2 separate regions of the Zea mays genome follow, and region 1 is linked to region 2. A link is a contact called in public Hi-C data. All regions are on one chromosome and are shown on one strand. The core of a region is the stretch at or near the end of the contact, and the rest is flanking DNA. Distances in the headings are between cores, read along the strand shown.

Region 1 (4,660 bases), core at 1,752-4,251, 250 kb before region 2:
AAGAGAAAAGTGGCATACTTGGGTAGCCACAGAAGCCATCTTTGCACTCCCATCAACAGCAACAACTCTAGATGCACCAGCCCTAGCTGCAAAAAGACTGTAGATAGGGGGCATATCAACAGCCGCACATGCAAAATTAACAATTCATCATGCATAAAAAAGGTAGCCATTTGCTTATTTTTATGACCATCCTTGGACTTCAGAAATATGACCACTATATAACATGCAGTGCTTTCTGGTCATGATAGTAAAGGTGTTCTAGCTTTAGTACTTACTCCCTCCGTCCCAGTATATAAGGTGTAATCACCTCTGGTTCAAAGTCCAAAAAATGTATTTAATTCTCTCTATCAACACTATTACTACTGCATCGATGTATGTGTGTCTAGAGAGCATGTATTATGTTATGGGACAAGAACAAAAAGTTGTTACGCCTTATATTATGGGACGGAGGGGGTACTTATGACAAATATAAGTCTACTAGTTAGTTGCCCGTGTATATCATACAAACAGACATTGCTTAAACGAGACAGTTATCCAAACACGATCCAAACTTATAAATTAGGTGAGTTTGAATTGCGGTGTGGGGTCAAACAATGCGATATCAGGGACGGTGAGTGAGAAGGTACTGGACTATCGATGACTAAATGGGTTGTGCCTAGCGGGCTAGCCTAAGACAGGACTCATTTAATAGTGCAACGGCCCAGCCCGACACGATCGAAAGTGGGCCTGTACCGTGCCTGGGTAGTTTTCTTGTGGGCCCCCGACCTGTCACAATTTTTTATTTCAAAATTATTAGTATACATATATTTATAATACGCATCTTTTATATAGCACAAGCCAATAAATTGGTTAGGAGGCGGTAGTCGTTCTGCGCAACCTGGGTTCAAATCCCATCGAGTGCATATTATTTGGATTTTTCATTCGCGGGTGCACATGGGGTGGAACGACGCGGGAAGAAATTCCCACATTATAATAGTAGAGATTTAGATTTTCCCTAACTACTAAGTCGTTTTTAAAACAAAATTGACTAGCAATATCTACATAAGCATCTTAAATCAAAACAGCTATATGTCATCAAAATACTTTAGATAATGAATCAATAAATATCAATTTTGTTTTACCAATCCTTATAAACTTTAGATATAGATCATCGAGTTAAATTATGAACTAGATCAGGCTTATGAGCACTGTACCTACTTAGGACCTTAATGTGCAACCAAATCAAAATTATCCATAACCAGTCACTTGAGTACAATTATCAACCCAGACCTTTCTTGTGAACTATTATTCCAGTGGTTATGTTTTCCAGATGAGCAATATGAAGCCTATTTGCTTTTACGGGATCCAAAGCTTGCATCATTAAGTTTCATGGTTAAGATAAACTACCCCCCACGCGTATAAGTAATCAGTAGGTGATCATCATATGGTGAATGCTTTTATACCTTAGAATTCCTGTGCCACAACCAACATCTAGTACAGTTGCTCCACTTATTAGGCTAGGATTGCCTAAAATTGCATCTCTGTAAGCATCTGTTCTGACCTGAAAAAGGTTATTCAGAGTATTCGGTGTTTTCAGACCACACAAATACATACCGTACGTGAATAGAAATAAATATTTCATATGAACTTGTTGACTACAAATCCAGAAAGAGTTCACCTACTTTATCACCGAGCATCTCCCTGTGGATACCAAATGAACTATAAGATCCAAAGTAGTTATCATCCACAGTTTTGATTGCTTTGGAATTAACACTAGCACGTGCAACCTTTAGGTGGCCATCAATCGCCACATGAAGGGACTCTCTGACTTCCCTTTGTGTACTACCAATAGTACACTCTTGCTGAAATTGAGCACTGATGTCAGAATCATTTCTTTCTGATATGCTGCTCAGCTTGTTCCCCCATGGTTCAGCTAAAACCTCATTCCCAGCTGAATATTGTCCCTTTTCCATTGACACTCCACAGTCCCCATCTTCATCATCGTCATCGATTGACAAGCTGTGCAAAAGGGAGTCATCTTCCATGAAAGGTTTCAAGTACACATCGTCCTCCCATGGCACCTTTCCCTCAATTAGGCAATTCTCCACTGTGTGCAAGTGGCTGCAGAGTTCTGTGTTGGAAGAGAATGCTTGGCCACAGCTCCAGCATTTTTTCTCTGCAACCTATGAATCAACAACAGCTAGAAATCAAGCAGAGTACGCTCATAAATTGATAAAATTGTAACCTTAATCAGCCGTTCATACCAGGCCCTGTTTGGTTTCGCTTATAATCCGCTTATGGATGAAAATAAGCGAGAATCTCAACAAACACCTAGATTATTTTTGTTCTTACAGAATCGACAGTTTATCTGTTGAAGTAATAAGTGAAAATCGAATGATTGCGAGAAACTTGGCGTTTCCACGAATCTAAGCGTGGTGGAGAAGCGTAACCAATCAGGGCCTAAGCAAAGCAGTTGAGCCTGTAACACTATTGCAGGCATTAACGTGTCCCAAAAAAAATATAACTGTCAGCAGAAGGGTGTTGCTGACACACCTTGGAGCGGACAAAGTTGATGAGCTTGATGCAGCTGTAGAAATCCAGCCCCAGCTCCTTCACAATCATGTGGAAATCAAAGCAGTGCTCGGCGGCGCAGTGCTCGAAGAGTGAGCTCTCGGAGTCGAAACTCGAGCTACAGAACAAACACAGCAGCCCACCGCCAACATCTTCGCCGTCGGAGCACCAGTCGTCCCACCCCTCCTCTTCGTCCTCCTCATCTTCTTCCTCCTCGGGCCTCAGCGGCTCTTCTGCCTCCTCCTTGTCTGCACGTCTGCGTTCCATTTACTGCGCGGCAAGGTTTGCAGGGAGCTCTCTGGCGCACTCGTTCGGTCAGTCGTCTCGCCGGTCCGCGCCGCCGCTCAGGCTAGTGCTTCACCGAACTAGGGTTTTAGACAGATGAGGGCACTAGGGTTCTAGGACCAGTCATCCAACCTGGGCCATTTTGAGGCCCTGTTTGATTTAGAGTGGAACTTTAGTCAATTTTGCCTTGTTTGGTAGTACTTCGTTTCAAAAATTACAAAAATTACAGTTTCGGATTTTCAGCGTTATCATGAAATAACTTTAATAAATTGGTAATACAGAGTTTAAAAGTGTTAGCTTGCCCATACACTTGAGCTCCTGTAATACAATTAATTTGTATGAGCTTTCTTAATTACCCTTGATGATTAGTGGGTAGAGAAAGAGACATGCATCGGGTCGGTGTCTCGACCCGAGGGTCTTACCAACCAATGAAATTATGTTGTGTGCCCTGACCAGATGAGTGATGCAAGATGACACAAGTCGTTTTATCCTAGTTCGGATGAGAGAATGTCCTAATTCTAGCAGAAGAAGGATGAGACTTACATTACTTGCACCTAAGCACTTACATTAGAGAGTACAAGGTGATCGGGCGAGGGAAATATCCCAAGTCCCTAGGGTTGATTGAGGCAAATGCCAATATCGTGGTGGAGGTGGAAACATGAAGTGTTTGTCTGCCTCCTTGAAGGCAAGGGTCGTACCAACCAGTGAAATTATGTTGTGTCCCTTGACCCAGATGAATGATGCAAGATGACACAAGTCGTTTTATCCTAGTTCGGACGAGAGAATGCCCTAATTCTAGCAGAGGGAGGATGAGACTTACATTACTTGCACCTAAACACTTACAATAGAGAGTACAAGCTGATTGGGAGAGGGAAAGATCCCAAGTCCTAGGGTTGATTGAGGCAAGTGCCAATATCGTGGTGGAGGTGGAAACCATGAAGTGTTCGTTTGCCTCCTTGAAGTCGTGGACTATCCTATTTATAACCTCAAGTAGGGCTGCTAGGAGTACCGGAGCTGGCCGTGTATGGTGAGGAGGCGTAGCCGAGCCCCTGCAGATGGTATAGCCTAGAGCATGGGTCTTGTACTTACTTTGACTTATGCCTGGTTGTAACACCCCATCCAATCCCGGACCGACAATACTTACTCCTAGCAGCTCTCTAGAATCATATATCGTCCCCATAGACCAACACGAGTCTTTTGTGCGCACTTTGTCCTCACTCATGCGCACCCGAGAAAACTTCCTGGTCGGTCACCCATCCCAAATTGCTCCAACGCTTAACTTGGAGGTTCTTTCGAGATATGCTTCCGAAAAAGAATATGCACCTTTTTGGTATGGATACTCTATTAAGCCTTGGGCCAGGATATCACCATCCCAGGGGCTAGGATATCATAATCCACCCCCCTTAGAAGATTGACGTCCTCGTTGGTCAACCCCAATCCAGGAACTTTCCTTGTTAGTCACGTCTGTGTGTCTAGTGTCGTCATATGCCATGCCATATGACCACTCTGGGCCCACATGCGCCATGCGCCATATACCCAAACCCCTAACCCACACACGCTCGTGAAACCGTGAGGGTCGGCTCTGATACCACTTGTAACACCCCATCCAATCCCGGACCGCACGGTACTTACTCCTGGCAGCTCTCTAGAATCATATATCATCCCCATAGACCAACACGAGTCTTTTGTGCGCACTTTGTCCTCACTCATGCACACCCGAGAAAACTTCTCAGTCGGTCACACATCCCAAATCGCTCCGAGCCAAGCACACTTAACTTGGAGGTTCTTTCGAGATAGACTTCTGAAAAAGAAGATGCACCATGTT
Region 2 (4,384 bases), core at 1,774-4,273:
GGTAGTAGACCTAACTCTAGCCATTTCAGTTCTATGAGATGAAGCTAGACTCAACTAATTTGATGTTTGTCCGAAGCCTACGCAGCAAGTGCACTGAAAGCAGAAAGCTTCAGCTTCAATAAAAAATTTCAATAGCACAAAGGCGTAATAACAATGAATGTTGTGGTAACTTCTCACCAACTCGTCTGTTTATATAGCCCTGCAGGTAAAGAAGGCGAACCGCCGAAACACGCGTACTGACTGATCGGTGGACTAGTAAGCGTCATAACCTTTTTATTCGTTTTTTTAATAACAAGCTCAGGGAAGGTGTTTTTCGGACCTTCGGCATTCAGAAGCCTTTGTGTAATTCATGGATCAAGATCATTATGAAAAACGACCTAGCACCGCGAAGGGGCTACTGCTAGGATCTTCTTCTCTGCCGAAGGTCCTCAAGACGAAGATACTGTCTGTAAACGACGAGATAGAATGTCGAAGGTACAATAAACATGTGAGAAAGAGCCGAAGGATGACAACTTCGGCTTAAGGTGGCAACGAAGGTCAAACATAATGTTGAGTCGAAGAGAAAAAGACTAGTTAATCCCTGTTGTTTTGTATTAGGATCATGTGTACATGTTAAGGCCATAAATGTATTTTACTCGGGCCGCGTCTCGTGCCTATAAATAGGTGAACAGTACTCCCGTACTGTTCACGTTGGATTATAATTGCTCTCGCATCTTCACCTTCAAACAAAACAAAGGCATCGATGTTATATAAACTTTGATAATGTTTATAGATTTTATTATGAAATAAATATGTGATTGAATATCACATTTTGCATATATAAATCCTTATTTTTATGAGTGATGAAGACTTGTTCTTCATGACCTTCGTCTAAAGATCATTATATCCGAAAGGAGATAATGCTTCGAATGACGAAGGTCCTTAACGTTTAATAATTGTGTTGCCTCGTTTTTGGTTCACAGCAATAAAAAACAAGTGAACAATAGAGCTGAAGAGCTATCTGATTTAGCTAACAAATCTCTCCCCACCTTCGCTAGGGGCTCTTCTGTTGCTTTATGTGTCAGCTTCACAATCCAGTATGAATGCTGCCCTGGTTCAGGAGAAGGTCTAGGAAGGAATCAAAAGGAAAATGCATGTGTACTTCGTGTCCAAAGTGTTGGCCCATCCAACACAAATTACATATAAATGGAAAAAGTCCTATATGTAGTCTTGATGGCTTCGAGAAAGCTTGTAGTCTTGATGGCTTCGAGGAAGCTTCAACATTATTTTCAGTCTCATAATATCATCATACCTTCGTCCCAGCCACTTAAACATATTTTAAGAAACAGAGAAGCTTCAAGTCGAATTGGAAAATGGGAAGCAGAACTCAACGAGTTCGTTATTGATTTTGTGCACAGATCATATATCCAATCTCAAGCACTAGCAGATTTCATTACTGATTGGACTCCATGTGTACTATGTGTTTTATGATGTGTTGTTATCTGTCTCTCTACTTTGATTGCTTTACTCTTTGCACTTCTATACTTATCTTTGATATAAGTTATTTTTGAAGTGAAGGCTATCTTGAGGCAGGGACTCTGATTCCGCTGCAACCTGCTTGAAATGATCTTCATTTCGTTGCGACCCAGCCTTCGAGTAGAGTAAGATTTGTAAGTTTTTCGGTGATAATTTTTATTCGTCTATTCACCCCCCTCTAGGCGACATCCAGATCTACTTCCTAGGAAAAGGGAACTTCTATTTTGATGTGGATAAACTTGCTGGCTTGCAGATATCTAGTGCGAGGACTTCTATTTTGATGACCGTAATATAATAAAGGATCAATTACACACTTTTATTATTCATGTGTTAAGACTTGAGGAGTTCAAAGATTGTTATGATCTTGCAAGCCTATCCAAAATAATGGTTGACCCATATTGTTTTCTCATTGGTCTATTGCCTTATTTAGTTTGCATTGCTATTACTGATGGTGACGACAACGGTTAGCGATGTCGGCAAGACTGTGTTGCACAATAAGATGTACGATGATTGGCTAAATGATTTAATGGTTTGCTACATTGATAGAAAAATATTTAAAGAACTTCACCTTTAGAAAAATAATAAATGCATTTCAAAAGAAGAAAGATAGACAAATGTAATTACCGTTCTCCTAGACTTAACTAGGTATATCTTTTGATTACTCTTGTTTTGTTTTAGATACTTTATCTAAATGTCGTTATTAACCCATGGTTATTTTTTGTTTGGCAGATTTTTATTGGTGTGTCGTCAATAGTTTTTGGAAACTTATGTCATTTTGATTCGCAATAGTAAATTTATCATTTTTTAGATGTCCCTCGATATTCTAATTTACATTTATTTACTAGAAAGTAATTAAATTATTACTTTATTTTAATTTATTTGTTATAAATAGAATAGACACATAAATGAATTAGTATATATAATTATATACTAATTTAAATTTTGTGGGTTCTTTGTCACCTTGGCTATTTCCAGCGGTCTCCCTATCCCACCTCTAATCCTACTATTTTAAACTACACTATATAAACAACTATATAAACAGTACAATATAAGTGTAAACAGTGTTTTGTACGCTCAAATACACATGTTGCAGGAGACAGGAGACAGTGTTCACCATTTCGTTTTTACCAAATTTGACTTTTGTATTTTTTTGAATTTGGAATAAAAATCGATAAAAAAATCGGACTGAAATTCACACCTCGATCAGCAGCAAAGATGGATAATTTTAACGAATTTCAGTGATTTGCCGGCGAGAAAGTAAACCCTGGCTGGAGCCTGGAGAATGGAGATGGCCTACCTGTTGACATGCATGCGGGGGCGCGCGAGCAGAAGCTTGGAAGTGCCTGCCCACGGCATTAACACAGTGACGCACGACTCGGCTAGTGCATGCATCGCATAGCTAGCCTTTGTTTTTTTAATTAACCTCTCGTCTGAGTACACTGTAGCGTCATGTAACACACCTACCCTAAGCATATGCACACCACACACACTAGTTCTGCACCACAAGAACTACAAGTCTACAACTAGACAGATAGAAAGCACGTCCTTTAGGGACCATCCGTGCATAGCCTTTGTTTTGTTGTGCGCTGTCCCTACTGCTTCCTGCTCACCTGCTGTCTACTGGTGATGATGGACTGGTGTGGTGATCGAGTGTGAGGCTCCTCCGGCTGCTCGATCGTGAAGAGCAGCAGCACGCGATCTGGAGGCTGGAGCCACTTCGAATGGAGGAAGTCTCTGGCTCTTCTGCGTGACAACTCGACGGCAGCATGCATCGTCCCACTTATTATTAGGATGGAGCTGAGCGAGAGCCATGGGAGGGAGAGGGAGGTTTGGTTGGCTATTGGCCTGCACACTGTGCTTGTTTGCTTTGAAGGTAGCGCGCTGCCTTCGCTTTGGGCAGTGTAGTGTGGTCCTTGCAGCCTGTGCTGCGCATGGGTGTGGCTAGTGCTGGAAATATGACTATATGAGTGGGACTTTTTCGGCCAGTACAAGAACCCAAATCACGGACTGACATGAAATAATATAGGTTAGCCTACCACGGTCTGAATGTAGGTCTCGACCGGGTCTCAAATTTCGGCTCGTCGGGCCTCCGGCACGGCCTGCACAAATGGGCCCGACATGGGCCAATGAAGCCTAAATTGTTTAATTTCTTTAATTTAGTAAGTTATAAACTTTATATTGTTGTGATATTTTGACTTTATCTGGTCAAATATATAGACTTTATATTTTTGTGATATTTGGACTTAATTTAGCATTGTTTAATATCTTTAATTTAGTAAGCTATGGACTTTATGTGGTTGTAATATTTTGATTTTTTGTAGTCAAATATATGGGTCGGACTTGGGGCGGCACGGCCCAACGAAGACACGGTGTAATTTAGGGCCGAGCTCGGCCATTGTTTTTATACTTCATGCTGGCACAACACGACCAAAATTTTTTTAGGTTTTCTTGGTCCGAACCCGTTTGGCACGAAGCACGATGGGCTCGAGTCAGTCTAATCCGACCCAATTCCCAGCACTAGTTGTGACCGTGTGGCCGTGTGGGTGGTGTCCCTCTCTATTCTTTCTTTCACTTCCACTGCACTGCAAAGAAAAAATATTGACTAATATTATGTATGCACTCTTGCTCCATGCCCACCGCACTGTTCCAATCAGTGCTACAGCTACCATAATCTCAAACATCAAAAAGAGCAAATGTTTCCACTAGTACACAGAAGCTCTATAGTGGCGGTTCTTAACATATTTACACTGGCGTTTTTCAGTACCGCCAGTGCTAGGGGTCAGTGGAAATCAGCATTTCCACTGGCGGTTATTTTGGAACCGCCAGTGAAAAGTGCATTTTCACTGGCGGTTTTCTTAACGAACCGCCA

What was found. A called contact is a pair of places that touch in the nucleus more often than the background predicts.
Region 1: a contact with region 2 is called in a Hi-C map of ear, with 4 times the contacts expected there. The contact joins the promoter of LOC103632361 here to the enhancer-like site in region 2. A contact is called at or near these places in 2 of 25 Hi-C or Micro-C datasets (ear and tassel).

What each region holds. Positions count from the first base shown.
Region 1 is chr7:51,267,354-51,272,013 of Zm-B73-REFERENCE-NAM-5.0, reverse strand. It overlaps LOC103632361 (probable protein arginine N-methyltransferase 3), which reads right to left and starts at 3,001. Exons shown (of 7, transcript XM_008654177.3): 1 at 2,533-3,001; 2 at 1,662-2,162; 3 at 1,443-1,540; 4 at 19-97. The coding sequence starts at 2,817.
Region 2 is chr7:51,016,875-51,021,258 of Zm-B73-REFERENCE-NAM-5.0, reverse strand. No RefSeq gene overlaps it. Among protein-coding and RNA genes, the nearest start is that of LOC100502214, 130 kb to the right of the region's middle. Within about 2 kb of position 3,023, at least 9 of the 20 cell types and tissues checked have an H3K27ac peak or open chromatin away from gene starts, as enhancers often do. A contact at or near this core is called in ear, where this site is marked.